Linked DNA regions of Rattus norvegicus: all the other regions are linked to region 1. A link is a contact called in public Hi-C data. All regions are on one chromosome and are shown on one strand. Each heading gives the region's core, a stretch centred on a gene start, on an enhancer-like site or on the middle of the called end of the contact. The rest is flanking DNA. Distances are from core to core; before and after follow the strand shown. Region 1 has its middle 360 kb from the start of Noct. Region 2 overlaps Slc7a11 (solute carrier family 7 member 11). Region 3 has its middle 71 kb from the start of Noct.

What was found. A called contact is a pair of places that touch in the nucleus more often than the background predicts.
Region 2: a Hi-C map of frontal cortex shows a contact between it and region 1, with 4 times the contacts expected there. The contact joins two enhancer-like sites. A contact is called at or near these places in 6 of 12 Hi-C or Micro-C datasets (the A7r5 cell line, Schwann cells, frontal cortex and 3 more).
Region 3: a Hi-C map of kidney shows a contact between it and region 1, with 4 times the contacts expected there. The contact joins two enhancer-like sites. A contact is called at or near these places in 5 of 12 Hi-C or Micro-C datasets (the A7r5 cell line, frontal cortex, kidney and 1 more).

Annotation. Positions count from the first base shown.
Region 1 is chr2:137,064,472-137,069,121 of GRCr8, forward strand. No RefSeq gene overlaps it. Among named protein-coding and RNA genes, the nearest start is that of Noct, 360 kb to the right of the region's middle. Within about 2 kb of position 2,435, at least 12 of the 93 cell types and tissues checked have an H3K27ac peak or open chromatin away from gene starts, as enhancers often do.
Region 2 is chr2:136,609,931-136,614,580 of GRCr8, forward strand. Slc7a11 (solute carrier family 7 member 11) reads right to left here. Exons shown (of 12, transcript NM_001107673.3): 7 at 3,215-3,338; 8 at 1,340-1,443; 9 at 448-544. Among named protein-coding and RNA genes, the nearest start is that of Slc7a11, 56 kb to the right of the region's middle. Within about 2 kb of position 1,986, at least 8 of the 93 cell types and tissues checked have an H3K27ac peak or open chromatin away from gene starts, as enhancers often do.
Region 3 is chr2:137,348,995-137,353,644 of GRCr8, forward strand. No RefSeq gene overlaps it. Among named protein-coding and RNA genes, the nearest start is that of Noct, 71 kb to the right of the region's middle. Within about 2 kb of position 2,272, at least 4 of the 93 cell types and tissues checked have an H3K27ac peak or open chromatin away from gene starts, as enhancers often do.

The DNA of each region.
Region 1 (4,650 bases), core at 1,185-3,684:
AAAGTGCCACCTCAGCTCTGTGGAGACCTTGTGAGCATCTGCCTTCCATGATCGGTTACATCGTGTGTCAACGGATGTGGCAGTGCAGACGACATCATTGGATTTCTCACCAGGGACTTGTTTACATTTGTACTGTCAATTCTAATAGGTTTTTATTGGATTAAATTCTTCTCCCCTCATTAGGGTCGTGATTGCCTGTCCTTGATTGCGATGTGTTCCAACTCCCACAGGGTCCCTTCTCCATCCTGTACTGCCCGGCAGGGATCAAGAATAAGGCTCAGTAAACTGTGGGCACAATCCAGAAATGCTGGTTTATATACTGTTAGGGTTTATTTGTGAAATGTCCCCAATAGGTTTGCGTGTTTGCGAAGGTTATGGAACCTTTTGCAGGTGGAGTCTTGACGAAAGAGATACGTCACTGGGGGTGGACCTTGAGGTTTAATAGCCTTCCCTGGAGGTTGGGTCAGTGGTAGAGTGCTTGCCTAGCAAGTGCAAAGCCCTGGGTTCGGTTCCCAGCTCCGAAAAAAAAAAATAGCCTGTCCTGCTTCCTGTTCACTCTCGGACTAATGATACCATGTGACAAGCTGGACTCATGCTCACACCTTCCTGGAACCTACCTCTCTGAAATGCTGAATCAAAGTAAGTGTTTTCTTCCCAGGATTGCTCAGGGTTGAAATACCATTCAAAAATTACAGTAACTTACCATTCTGTCATTGGCAGGTTCCAAGAGCCGTGCTGACCCACAGACATCCACCTCAGCCCTGAAATACGGCACTGCTGACCCTCCTACAAATTGTGCCCGCAACACCAGAAAATATACAAGATGGCTAGAGCTTACAAACCTGTACATTACTAAGAACTATTACTACGACACATAGCAGCAGACACAGAAAACACGTGAGCGTTGCGGAGGGCGGATGGTTCTCTGCTCCGCGACAAGAGAAAGCCTTCGGAAGGACGGTCATGCGCACTGAGCGCAATTCTGCTGAGCACATTTTATGCCTTGTTTCGTTTAATAGTTACAACTCCGTGAGGAGCAATATTTGTAGCTACTTCCCATGTGAGAGAAATTGAGGTTTGGAGAGGAATTCCCCCACATCACACTCATACGTGAGTAAGCCTCTGTCTGGTGGCTTACGCTTTAATTCCTCCCTCTGACTCCTACAATAGCCTCCCGCTTAGGAGAAAGGATAGAATGCACAAGTAGACTCCAGCATAGAGGGACTTGGGGCTTAAATATACTTCCCAACTGAACCAATTCTCAGGCATATTCATATTTTGGAAGTATATATATATATGAAAGTTTTACTACCTAATCACTCATGGCAAGACACAAGCACCCTGTAACTCTTTAACTTTTAATTTCCAACTGAGTAGATAGAAGATAGTCTATAAACTGTGTTTGGGGGAAGTTTTTAACTAGCAGATCCCAGTCTACTGGATGACTTGGTCTGAACCCTAACATTTTAACGTTTTTGTGCCTCTCCCTGGGCTTCTTATTGCCCTCCCTTAAGAATCCGAAGCAGTGCTCTGTCCCTAAGGGCTGTGCTCTTAAGTTGATTCTAGAGTCCATCAAAGGGAGAGTCTCTGTGAGCGTTCGTTCTGGTTACCAACCTGAAGCTAAAGCATGCCTGTGGGGCTGTGAGGAAGTTTCCAGAAGGATATTAACTGAAGCAGGCACACCTGCCCTCCACGCAGGCACCTCCCAGCAGGCAGCCAAGGATGGCCGACGGCCATCGTTGGACTTCTCGCCGAACCGTACACCATGAGCCAATCTAACAAATCTACTGTAATAACAAAGCTACGTTCTTTTAGCTCCGTTCCTCTAGAAAAGCGTGCCTAAAACGGTCCCTGACATGTATAACAAGCTTTGCAATTAGATGTCAGCCAGCCATGATCTCTCTGTCTCCAGAGAAAATGGGAAGAGGTTGCCTTGGGATGGGAGGCCAGGTCAGAGGCAAGGATATGAAGAGAACCACCTTGTTGTTGCATTTTAATTTTTCTGCAAGAAACGTGAAGGCGATTGTACTAGTGAGTCTAAACCGTTCCTCTCGTGACTGGCAAACACTTCTCCTAATGGGAGGAACATGTGAGTGTAGGCTTTGCTTGTTTGCTTGCTAATGTTTTATTTATAGAATTGAAGCTCAGCATGGAGCAGGGAAGTAGTAGGTAGGACTCAGTACTGTCTGGTCATCTGGTTCAGTGACTTGCTTTCAACCTTCAGGAAATCAAACAGTAAAATAGGATTCCCCTCCCTTCTTGTTTCTGGTCTCTCTCATCCTTCATCCTCGGCATACCAGCCTTCCTGGACAACCAATCTGTGCACTGTCTCAAGACTCATCCTTCTGGATTTTTCCTGTCCCTTAGATCCCAGGAAGAAGCCTTGTGTTCTAACAGTCTTTTTCCTGCCACTCAGGCTCACCGTTTGGTACCCAAGCTGTTTTCTACTCACTGGCATCTAGCCTCAAATTCCGCTCTGCCACGGGAGTCAGTGCTGCATCAGACAGTAAACGGGCTCTTTACAAACCCGGCTTAATTTAAAGAAGCGTCCCTGTGAGCTGCATTTCTGCAGACATTTTCCAAGGCGTTAGCAAACAGGCTGTATGCACTGGCTTGTACAACAGCAGATTGGCTGTTGTTTCTGTCACTCTGGGCGCTCACTGGGACAGCTCAAATTAACTAGCACGGTAAACCACAGGAGCCAGAGAGAGATTTTTACAGACTTGAGGTTTCTGCTGCTGTTCTCGCCTCTTGTTTGTGGAATTTTAGCAACTGAGATCTGCAGAGCCCAGGGCCAGGAGTGTGAGTGATGGCAGCAGTCAGAGAATGAAGAAAGCTTGAGTATGGGAAATGAGGGGTAGTTAGCATTTCTCCCTCGTTAGAATGGGAGAATGTGATAGTTCCGTCTTTCATCCTAAGTCCTGTTGTCTTTCATGTCCTATACCTGCTGTGTGCGTGCGTGCATGTGTGCATGTGTGTGTGTGTGTGTACATTTGAGTGTGTGCGTGCATGTGAGTGTGTGTGCGTGTGTGTGTGCATGTGTGTGTGCATGTATGTGCATGTGAGTGTGCGTATGTATGTACATGTGTGTGAGCATGTGAGTGTATGTATGTGCATGTGTGTGCATGTGAATGTGTGTGCATGTGAGTGTGTTGTATGCATGTGTGTGCATATGAGTATGTGTGCATATGTGTGTGCATGTGAATGTGTGTGCATGTGAGTGTGTTATATGCATGTGAATGTGTGTGCACATGTGTGTGTATGCATGTGAGTATGTGTGCGTGCACACGTACATATGTGGGTCAGGGAGCTGCTCGGACTCTCCAGAATTGGGGTTACAAGGATGTGCCGCCATCACCCACTTTCTCCTTCTCCTGAGTTCTGGGAATCAAACTTGAGTGCTTACCCAATTAACTATGCTCCTAGCACCTATGTTTATTTTTACTTGTGCATAGTTTAGGGCATAATTTGTTTTATAAGGTCATTTTTTGCAAGAGCTTGTTGTCAAAGGAAAACTCTCACCTGGTCTAATCTGTGCCACAAGTCTCCAAACAACTTTGAAACCCTGTGCCAAGGACAGCCAGGCAATGGGGTGCTGCGTTAGTGGCAACACCACAGCAGATGACCCAGTCCTTCCCCAAGATAACTGGTCTACCTAACATTGCATTTGGGGACAGTGTGCCTTTCACTAGGATTCCAGTCATTGACCAACCCAAGAGATAAGGACTCATAGCAGAATGTGAAAACTCCATTCTGCTGTCCCTTCTTGTAAGGTAATTCATGACTAAGGTGTATCTTTGATATGGGGGTAGGTAGAGGCAGTGAAAAACAAGAGGGTGTGGTCAAAAAAAAGCTAACACTAGCAAAATTGAGATTGTGATGGGGCAGTCTTTTATACGATAGTACAACAATCAAGCCAGAGAGAGAGAGAGAGAGAGAGAGAGAGAGAGAGAGAGAGAGAGAGAGAGAGAACGGCATCTCCCATGGACTTTATGGTTACAGCCCAGTCTTTCACTGGCCAATAGAGCATCCATTGGCCATAGATAACTGTTGAACTTTACATTAATTCTAATTAAAAATTCTGTTCCTTAATTGCACTGGCCACGGTTCAGGTGCTAATGGCCACATTTGGTCACTGCCCACCGTGTTGGACACAGCAGATGATAACATCTCAATCATCATAGAAGGATCTGCTACACATCTCACCTCTAATGTATTCCCGTCTAATGAGGCTCCCTGACCTGTAGCATCAATGGGGAGCCTTTCTCCAGGCAAAGGAGAAAGCCTTAAAAAGCTGGGTGTTAGAGAAAGAGAATCCACATGACCCAAGGGACGCAGCCAGGCAGCCCGACCATGGCTTCCAACAAGACTCTGAGACTCTACCCAGAAACCCTCTCGGAGTGCAGAGATGCCAGAGATTGGAGCACCTCCTGCCAGAACTGACAGCTCTTTTCCCATGGCCTGAGGGTTCACTGGAGAGTTAGAAGGAGCAGAGCGAGTTCCTCATACAAATTAAAATGCAGGAAAAGGGTAGTCCTAACACCCAGGGCCTGGGAAGCCAAGACTGCCAACATGATTACATAATTGAACTGTCTCACCTTGCCCAGTCAAGTTAGATTCCAAGGAGGGTAATTAATCTTCCTGCTGCCT
Region 2 (4,650 bases), core at 736-3,235, 450 kb before region 1:
GGCCTCCTGGAGAAACATTTGGCTGTTTATGTCTTATCTATGCTTTAAATTACGTTGTATGAGAGGGACCAGGAGAGGGCCACAGATCATTTTTGCACAGTCTGCTTTCAGCTGAACTCTGAGACCAGAATTTAGATTGTATCCTTGCGGTTTTTCCTTTTCTTTCCTTTGAGGCTCTCCGCCAAGGAGAGAAACCATAGCCTTCATTTCCCTTCATACCTTACAAATTTCTGCAAAGGTGAAGCAGAAGTGAGGTGGGTCATATCCCAGGGCATCCGGTACACATCAAAAGCACGGAGTCAAAGCAAGCCAAGGCAAACATCTCTGGCCTCCCAAACACGACACACTGAGCACCAACCCAGTGGTGAATCAGGATGTCTGTTCCATCCCCTCCTTCCTAACCATTGTGTGAGGTTATATCTGCATGTCCTTGTTAATATGCATTACCAAAACAATAACAGCTGGCAGAGGAGTGTGCTTGTGGACGTGAATCATGGAGAGGATTTCCGGAAGGTGCCCTTCTCGAGATGCAACATAGAATAACCTGCAGGGAGAAGAAGGGTGAAGTTGACTACAGAATCAATCATTCAAATGGAGCAGTTCTTAAATCCCCAAAGCAACATGGATGCATCGTCCTCATGCTAGGCGTCTTGGCATTTCTCCTCTGGTCATTTGGGTTGTGCTTTGAAGACAAGGGGAAGATCTCATCCTAAGTCTCATTTCAGGACCTACAGAGTCTGGGAAATACCTTATATTGCTCTGAGGAAAAACAATAGAAATATTGCACTGAGTAGAGTTCTTCTTATATAGGAGTAGCTGGTGGCAAATTCAGTGCTAGATTGCTAGTGTCAGTCCAAAGTAGCACACATGCATTGCACATGTACACATATGTACATGCATGCAATGTTAACCTCTCTCTAAATTGTAACATAAATAGGCAAAAAAAGATTTTGGTACCAACGAACTAAGAAAAAGGGTTACAGATGGCAGGGTGGTGATTTCTGCTTTCGACTTTACTGTTTTCCGTGGCACCTTCACAAAAACAAAAGACTTTATCGCTAGAAATAAAGGCCATTATAAAACCCTGAAGACAGACTCTTCAAAAAAAAAAAAAAAAAAAAATGCAGCATGCCCTGCTCAGAGTGGGCTATGTGTAGACACGCAGCGCCCTCTACTGGACAGAATGAAACATGCTTCACCGGAATCTACTAGGAACTCGCATATCCCTTTAAAAACAACAGGTTCGGAGGAACTATTGCTTTTCTCTTTAAAAGTTATCCTTATCACATCCAATCTCTAAAACAGAAATGTGTTTCTGAAAATACATGAACTCGCTCACCTGGAGACAGCAAACACACCACCGTTCATGGAGCCGAAGCAGGAGAGGGCAACAAAGATCGGGACTGCTAATGAGAATTTTCCCAGCAGCCGCTCAGAGAAGGTCTGAGGAAGGAAAGAACGGAGCAAATTAATGCTTTCCCCGAAAGTGGAATAAAATGAAACAATTTAGGCCAAACTTGCTCTTTGACTTTCCATTAGCCTGGTGCTACGTGAATGTTTTATAATCCTTCTTTTTCGTTAGGGTCAAACTGACTCCCAAGACAATCATCAGAAGCGGGCACCATGGCATTGCTGTCTCAGACCTGTGGGCAAAGGTCTAAACAGTCGCCTTCTCTGTCCCTCCAAAGCAACGAGCCGTTTACAGACTCTTTATCAACTATCGCCTCTGGTAAGAGGAAGGGGCTTAGATAGGAAATTCTACTTTAAGGACAGAAATTGCTCTGCACAATCCCAAAAAGCCACCTTTGTATGAGGAGCACTAGACGTACACTCGTGAGTGTGACAGGTACTGGCCCACCTTGATGCTGGAGGATAAATCAGAACAATAGACAAGTTGACTATTTCATCATATGAGTGAGCCAGTCTGAAGGTTCTTTACCCGAGTCAGACCAGACCAGCTGAACCAGTTTATGGAGTCAGCCCTCCCCGACCCTAGGAGGCTGTCATTTCCTACCAGGGTTTCCTGTAAAATGCTAGAACACAACTCCAATCCTGACAAGTGACACAAAGCATAAACAAATGGTAGACAAAGTTCTAAGATTTTCTCCTAGGCACTCCTGCACATTTGTATAAAGGATGCTTTTTTTTTTTTTTTTTTTTTTGGTTATTACAGGATTTTTTTCTTCCCATTGTCCTTGATGCAGCTGGTGCTATGCAATTAACAGACCCCATTATGCTCTCCACAAATTAGGGCTGCCCTTTGCCTAGAAACGTGAGGCAACCGACCAGACACCCGGAAGCTTTGTACATTTCAAGGCAGTGGACAAAGCCCTTTTCATACTGTGACCTCAGATACAGGTTCGCACCACAGGAGGTAGCCATTCTCCGTGGGTGTTGCTGATAGGAAGTGATACTGTGTTAAAAGGAATTGTGTTTGGTGGATGGGAGTGTCTCTGGGTGTTTTTAAGTTTTCACCTTCCTGGCTTCCAGTTAATGAGTGCATTCTTTCTTCCCAGTTAAAATGTCTGAGCAAACACGAGTGAAAAGAAAAAGCAGTCTCATAACATGATCTTTGGACACGAATATAGTTCCAGTGTGAAATAATTTTGTGGAAAATCTTTGGAATTAGGGGGTTACAATGCACAGTCATCTCCAAGTGTTGCTGGAACATCTCTTTGTAACATCTCTTTAACATTTAATTGCCTACCTGTTCCCAAATTTATAAAAACCACCACAACACCACTATTCCAAGTCATGCTACAAATGGATGAATAGACATGGTCCTCCTGAAATTTCTAGAAAAATAATTTGGGGAGAGGATTCAAGTCAACATTTGAAAAGTTGATAACCAGAAATGAGAAGAGTGGATTATACTTTGCATATCAAAACTTGCCTTGATTTGCATTCAGAAACTCCGCCTGTCCTTAGAAACATGTTGGGAAAATACTCCCTCCTTGTAGGAAAGCCTTTTTAGGCAGCTTTATATAAAAATGCCTTTTAGGAGAATTAAAAAAAAAATAACAAAGAGCTCTCAGGGTAGAGTTAGCAGAATCTAAGTAGGGTACACTTTAAATCTTCAAAATATTATCATTCAGGTCAAGAAAAGATGACTAACTTCAAAACACTTTCTCCTGTAGGGAGCCATGATAAAGCAGAGTCCATCCTCGACTCATTAGCCTAAATTCTAACTGTGGGAACTGTAATGTTGACTTACCACCGCCACAGCGCTGGACTGCAACAGCTCCTCGGCGCTAATGGTTGTAAAATAGGCCACATTTGTCAGGACATAGCCAACTGTGATGATGGCCATAGAGATGCAGATTGCAAGGGGGATGGTTCTGAAATACACAAAGACATCGGGTCTGGGTCATCTCTCACATTTTCTGCTACCAAAGAATACAGAAGACTAGTTCCAGGGACTGATGTTGGCATATGGAAGAAAGAACATTTTATCAGAACAAAGTACCTTTGCAATATAATGAGATCCATGGGGGTAGGCATTCTGTATAACTTGTCTATTGCTCTATCCCCAAATATATAGGTCTACCCCATTCTTTACCCCATGAATGTTACTGCACTGCCGTGCTTTCCTCGAAATCACCAGGGAAGGCTTGTTAAAGCACGGGCCACTGAGCCCATCCCTGGGTTTCTGATTTAATGAGATCAGCACCTCTCCTGTGCCCCCATGTGATCCTGATGCTGTTGACCCGAGGACCACACGCCTTTCCACCATGAATCCACCACGCCGGCTGGACAGCTTTTTAAAGGGAGCCCTCCAAAGCATCTTTCGCACTCAGGGTTTTCCCGTGGGGCGGCTTGTGGTGCAAACAAATGAGCGCAGAGTTTTGGAGGCAGGAGGGTGGTGGGCTGTATCTGCCTTCGTAAAACGGCGACGGTAATAAGAATTGTGTACGTAAGAGAAGCGTTCACAGTAATGGCTGTGCATGGCCCTGCTGTGAGTTCAAAGGACTCTCAAGATAGCGACCATCTAATAAAGCAGCCGTGCAGATAATCCCATGAAATTAGAGGTGACATGCTGTGAAGTATGAACAACTGGACAGTGCTGACACTGTGCGGCCTCAAGAAGTACCCAGCACAAATGCAATCTTATGTCTTCATTTAATGCACTGGGAAAGCCAGGAAGCTAGTGACCCTCATAATTTGATTCCATGTTACCGATACACATTACTTGCTTAACATAATCGCCTCTGCAGACCCTTTCCAGTTCAGGCAACTTAAACCTTCAACTCCCTGCACAAAAGCTGGCCATTTTTTTTTTCCTGTAAAGCCATCCTGCTTCTCAGCCCTCATAGAGGCTTCACCCTGCAGGGTGCCACTAATGAAGACCTCAATATAATTTCTTCCGAGATGAAAATTCCATACAGAATCGGGAGGGGAGAGGCATGACCAACCTCACTTGCCAAGCTAGATGTGTTTAACACACTAAGTCCTAGCTCATTATACTGACCGGCCATATCTCCTGCTGAGAACAGGCTAAACCAGCTAGTCAGCAACTGCCATTCATTACGGCTGCTTGCAGCCTGACACTTGCCCTGATCCCCAAAGCCTTCAGCCCTGACCTCTAAATCCTGGCATCAGAACATGAAAGTACCAGATGTTCTCCATCCCCGGTGTGAAGAGGGTCCTGTG
Region 3 (4,650 bases), core at 1,022-3,521, 280 kb after region 1:
AGTCCTTGATTCAAAAACTCCAGAAGAGAGGGATGAAGGTGCCCAGCTGAGGCGGACTCAGGCACCATTCTTAGGCCTAACCTTAATTACCCCCTTAATGGCCTATTTGGGGGATGAAGGCCAGAGATTGAGCCTCTAGAGTCTCAATTCTTCTATCACGGTACACCCAGCCTGTGTTTAAATACTGTCACAGGGCCCCCGGGCAGTGTCGGCCCACACCTTTAATCCCAGCACTCAGGAGATAGAGGCGGGCGTCTTCGTGAGTTCTATGAGGCCAGACTAGTCTATAGAGTGAGTTCCAGGGCAGCCACAGCTACACAGAGAAACCCTGTCTTGGGGATCAGGGGTTGGGGTGGAGGCAATAAACTTTATGGACTGGAGAGACGTCTCAGTGATGAAGAGCACTGGTTGCCCTTCCAGAGGACCCAGGTTCAATTCCCAGCACCCACAAGGAAGCTGACGACAGTCTGTAACTCCAGTTCCAGGGATCTGACACCCTCACACCTGTTCACACACAATTTTTTTTTTCCGGAGCTGGGAACCGAACCCAGGGCCTTGTGCTTGCTAGGCAAGCGCTCTACCACTGAGCTAAATCCCCAACCCCCACACAATTTTTTTTAATGCTGCTGCACTGGCAGTTAGAGGCTTCGACGTACAGATTCTGAGAGACAGTTCAATCCCTAACAGTGACATGCCTTCACCGGATACAGCGACATCGCCAGGCAGCAAGACACCGTGAGCACAGGGGGCCTTTCTCATTTGCCTGTTTCCTGTCATACCTGCTATCACTGGAGGCTTTTATCCCGAGTGCGTTCACAGGGCCTGCATATGCATGTGTATCTGTGTGTGGTACAAGCTCCGAGGCCTTGTAGCAGAGATGATCTATCCCCGCTGAAGAGAAATGACAGTGAGAATGAGAAGAAGGAGCCAATTTGTCACTTAATGCAAGGCCTGATTGTGCTGCGGCAGGAGCCTCACACTGGGATTGATTACAAACAAGATGACATTTCCCTGTGGGCCGCCTCACGCATTATTATAAATAAATACCACTCACTTTAGCATCTGCATGGCCATCGATCGAGAATGCATTCTGCTCTCGGTGCCTTGGGTTCACAGTAAATATCCCAGGGACCACAACGGCCTTTCTTCAATGTGTAGGAGGAACGTTGCTTCCCGGGAGACAGTTTCATAAAGTGGGGGCTGTCACTCAAGTCCGTGAGAAAGGAAAACGCACGCAGAGTTGAACTGACCCTGGGAGTTCATTTCCAAGAAACCTTCGCCTTCAGCTGTGGTGGGGACTTTCTTCCAAAGGCTCTGGCAGATGGACAAGGGCCTGGGCACACGTGAGCCCAACTCTCACGAGGACCCCTGGGCTCCACAGTGAGAGCTTGCCTCTAAGGAGAGAAGAACATACAGCCTATAGCCCCTCAGCTGTCTGGGGGCCGTTTGGGTTTGTTTGGGTTTTTTTTTTAATTATTATCATTTTTTATATTTCACACCAGCCCAAGAGAATCAGTTATTTTCTGGGAGTGTTTCCTGGGGAAAAAAAATCACAGCAGGATTTTCAAGATGGAAATAAATCTGTTAAATTTCGAATATCTCTTTGCCCTTGCCCTGACTGCTCCAAATCTGTCATCTTATGAGTTTCAAATAAATAAGTTATTTTAACCAACAAAATATAGAGTGACTGTTTTCTATTTATTTCTTGACGCTTTGCTTCGGTGCAAGGGTGAATTTGATCTGCCTGCGGAAATTTTTTTTTCATTTCAGTATCTATCCACTCATTTTCTATCTTCCCCTCCACCTCCTCTTGATGCTCTCCCATCAACTTCTCAATCTTTCCCTCCTACATAAACCGAGGAGTTTGGCATCTATCTGTTTCAGGCGTGACGTGAGTGCCCCCTGCTGTCAAGGATGGTGAACAGCATCGCAGCCAGGCAGGTTCAGACCAATCCCTCAGACGGAGAAAAAAACTACATCCCTGGGCAAACACTGGTAGGTTGTTAAAATGAATAATTTATTAAATCGCGATTGTTTATTGACATCCCTTTCATTATTTACTTCTCAGTTATTAAACATACTCGTGGAGTGCCTGGGTGTTAGCCCTTGGCCCACTCCAAGCCTTTTTCCCAGGCAGGGATGGAGCCAACCCCTTGATTCTCTCTATCCAAGACATTTTCGATCTCTTTTGTCAGGTCGGGGTCAAACTACAGTTGTTCCATGATGACTTTATCAATTCTCAGTTGATAGACTCTAAATGAAAAACTGCCCGCTGCTGCCTCGCCGCCACTTAAGAAGGGGGTTATCTATGTAATGTTCTGTCAATCGGGCAGGGTCTGCGGCAGACACAGCGAGTCAAGTGAAACGGGAGGAAAAGATGCTTTTAATGTTTTTATTAGTCTTTGTCCCCCACATCAAAGACTAAGCTGACAGGCATTCTGGACTCTCCTTCCAAATCAAAAAGATAAGGGAAGGAATGCATGCACGCACGATCCTGAAGGAAGTCAGCAATACGCGTCTTATGTAATTATACCAGTCAGCCCTCACCCCGAGGTGGGTCAAGGTCAAAAGCACCAGGCTCCAGTAGGGGGCGCACATCCCAAAAAGAAAACCTCTAACCCCAGCCTTGAAGATATGTGTTAATCTGCACCTGGGAGCCCTGGCCTTTTTTTTTTTTTTTTTTTTTTTAAGATTTATTCATTTATTATATATAAGTACACTGCAGCTGTCTTCGGATACACCAGAAGAGGGCATCGGATCTCTTTACAGATGGTTGTGAGCCACCATGTGGTTGCTGGGAATTGAACTCAGGACCTCTGGAAGAGTAGTCGGGTGCTCTTAACCACTGAGCCGTCTCTCCAGCCCGAGCCCTGGCTTTTAAAGGACAAGCTCACGTTTCCTTATGGTTTGTTTTCATACAATATATTCTGATACTACTTTCCCCCTCTCCCAACTCCTCCTCATTTTTAACCATGCAGGAGTTCACAAAGGTGTGTGTTTGTGTAGTGCCCCCCCCATAAACAAATAGATAATAAATAAATAGTCAAGGCAAAAAACAAAGCAGAAGTTAACAAATGTCACTATAAAACCCCAAATTTTAACACAAAGAAGATGAGTGAGAAGGTTCAGTGGGTCAAAGTGTTTGCCCTGCTTGCTTCAAGATACCACAGTGAAAGGAGCAAGTGAGCCTCGCTGACTTTCACAGGCAAACCCACATCCCCTCACACTCTATTAACAATGAAGAATTTTTTTAAAAAAAAGAAAAGAGAAAGTCTAGTTGATCATGATTGGTACTGGAGCTACATATAAACATGTCTCTCCCCTTTCCCCTTCTCTCCCCTTCCCCCCTCTCCTCTCCTCTCTCTCTCTCTCTCTCTCTCTCTCTCTCTTTCTCTCTCTCTCTCTCTTTCTCTCTCTCTCTCTCTCTCTCTCTCTCCACACACACACACACATACACACACACACACACACACACACACACACACACACACATAAGTCAATTAATTCATTTTCCAATAACTCATTAGAAATCTTCATTGGGTGGGAAATATTATATTATCAGATGTTGTTAAAAACAAAAAATTAACAATAAACAATGTTAGAAATATCAAATTAAATATGACTTTCAAGTGAGACTAACACCCTGACATTTCTTCCCACAGCTCTGAGTATTTGAAGGCTCTACACTCAGAAAGCACAGGGAAGACGCAGAACATATGTTCAGCCTGCAGTCCTCCTGCTACATGCACCTCTGATGGCTAGGAACAGAGCCCAACATCGTAGGACTGTATCCCATGTCACAATGTTAAATGGGATGGGCACCCTTCGTTTACACCAAATTGTTCAGAAAGTTTGTAAGAGAAACATCATTTTAGTGGCCAAGAGCTTTAAGCTTGAAATGAATCTGCCGTTCTGGCTTGAGTTCCTGGTGTGGCTTCTCCAGATTTGTGACTTGATCACGAAGCTTGTTTCCTTGTTGTATGTTGTATGTTCTTCACAAAATGAAATGTGAGTCCATCCAGCCATGCATGTAAACATGTATCACAACATCAGCAGCATGCAGCACGTGTGCAGAGCCTTCCCCTCCTACCTCCATTCCCTTCGCTCTGTACCGGAAGCCATATTTAAAAGGGGGGAGGTCTTCTGGCCAGGCCTGGTGGTGCAAGCCTTTAATCCCAGCACAGGGACAGCAGAGATAGATAGATCTTTATGAGTTCAAGGTCAGCCTGATCTACACAGCAAGCTCCAGAACAGCCAAGTCTACACAAAGAGACTCTCTATCAAAAAGAGAGTGTGAAAGAGAGGGGAGGGGACAGAGATTCTAACATTAAAGACGACAGAGAAAACAGTCATTACTTTCTTGGCCCATTGATTTATCTTGGATTGATTAACCATTTGACTTCCAGTGTCTGCACTGAACAGGCACTTTTTCTCTGAAAGACAGACAGGTACTCAAACTGCCTTCACTGACTATTGATTCCCAACCCCCAAGAGAGCTGGGGATGGAATCCAGGGCTTCCCTCTCATTTTAGGCAAACGCTTGACCTCAGAGTTACAGACCCCAACTCGAATTCAGTGATTTCTTTTTTTTTTCTTTTTTTTTTTTTTTAATCAAAGAGCTTCCACTAGGGAATTCCTCACCAATATTGG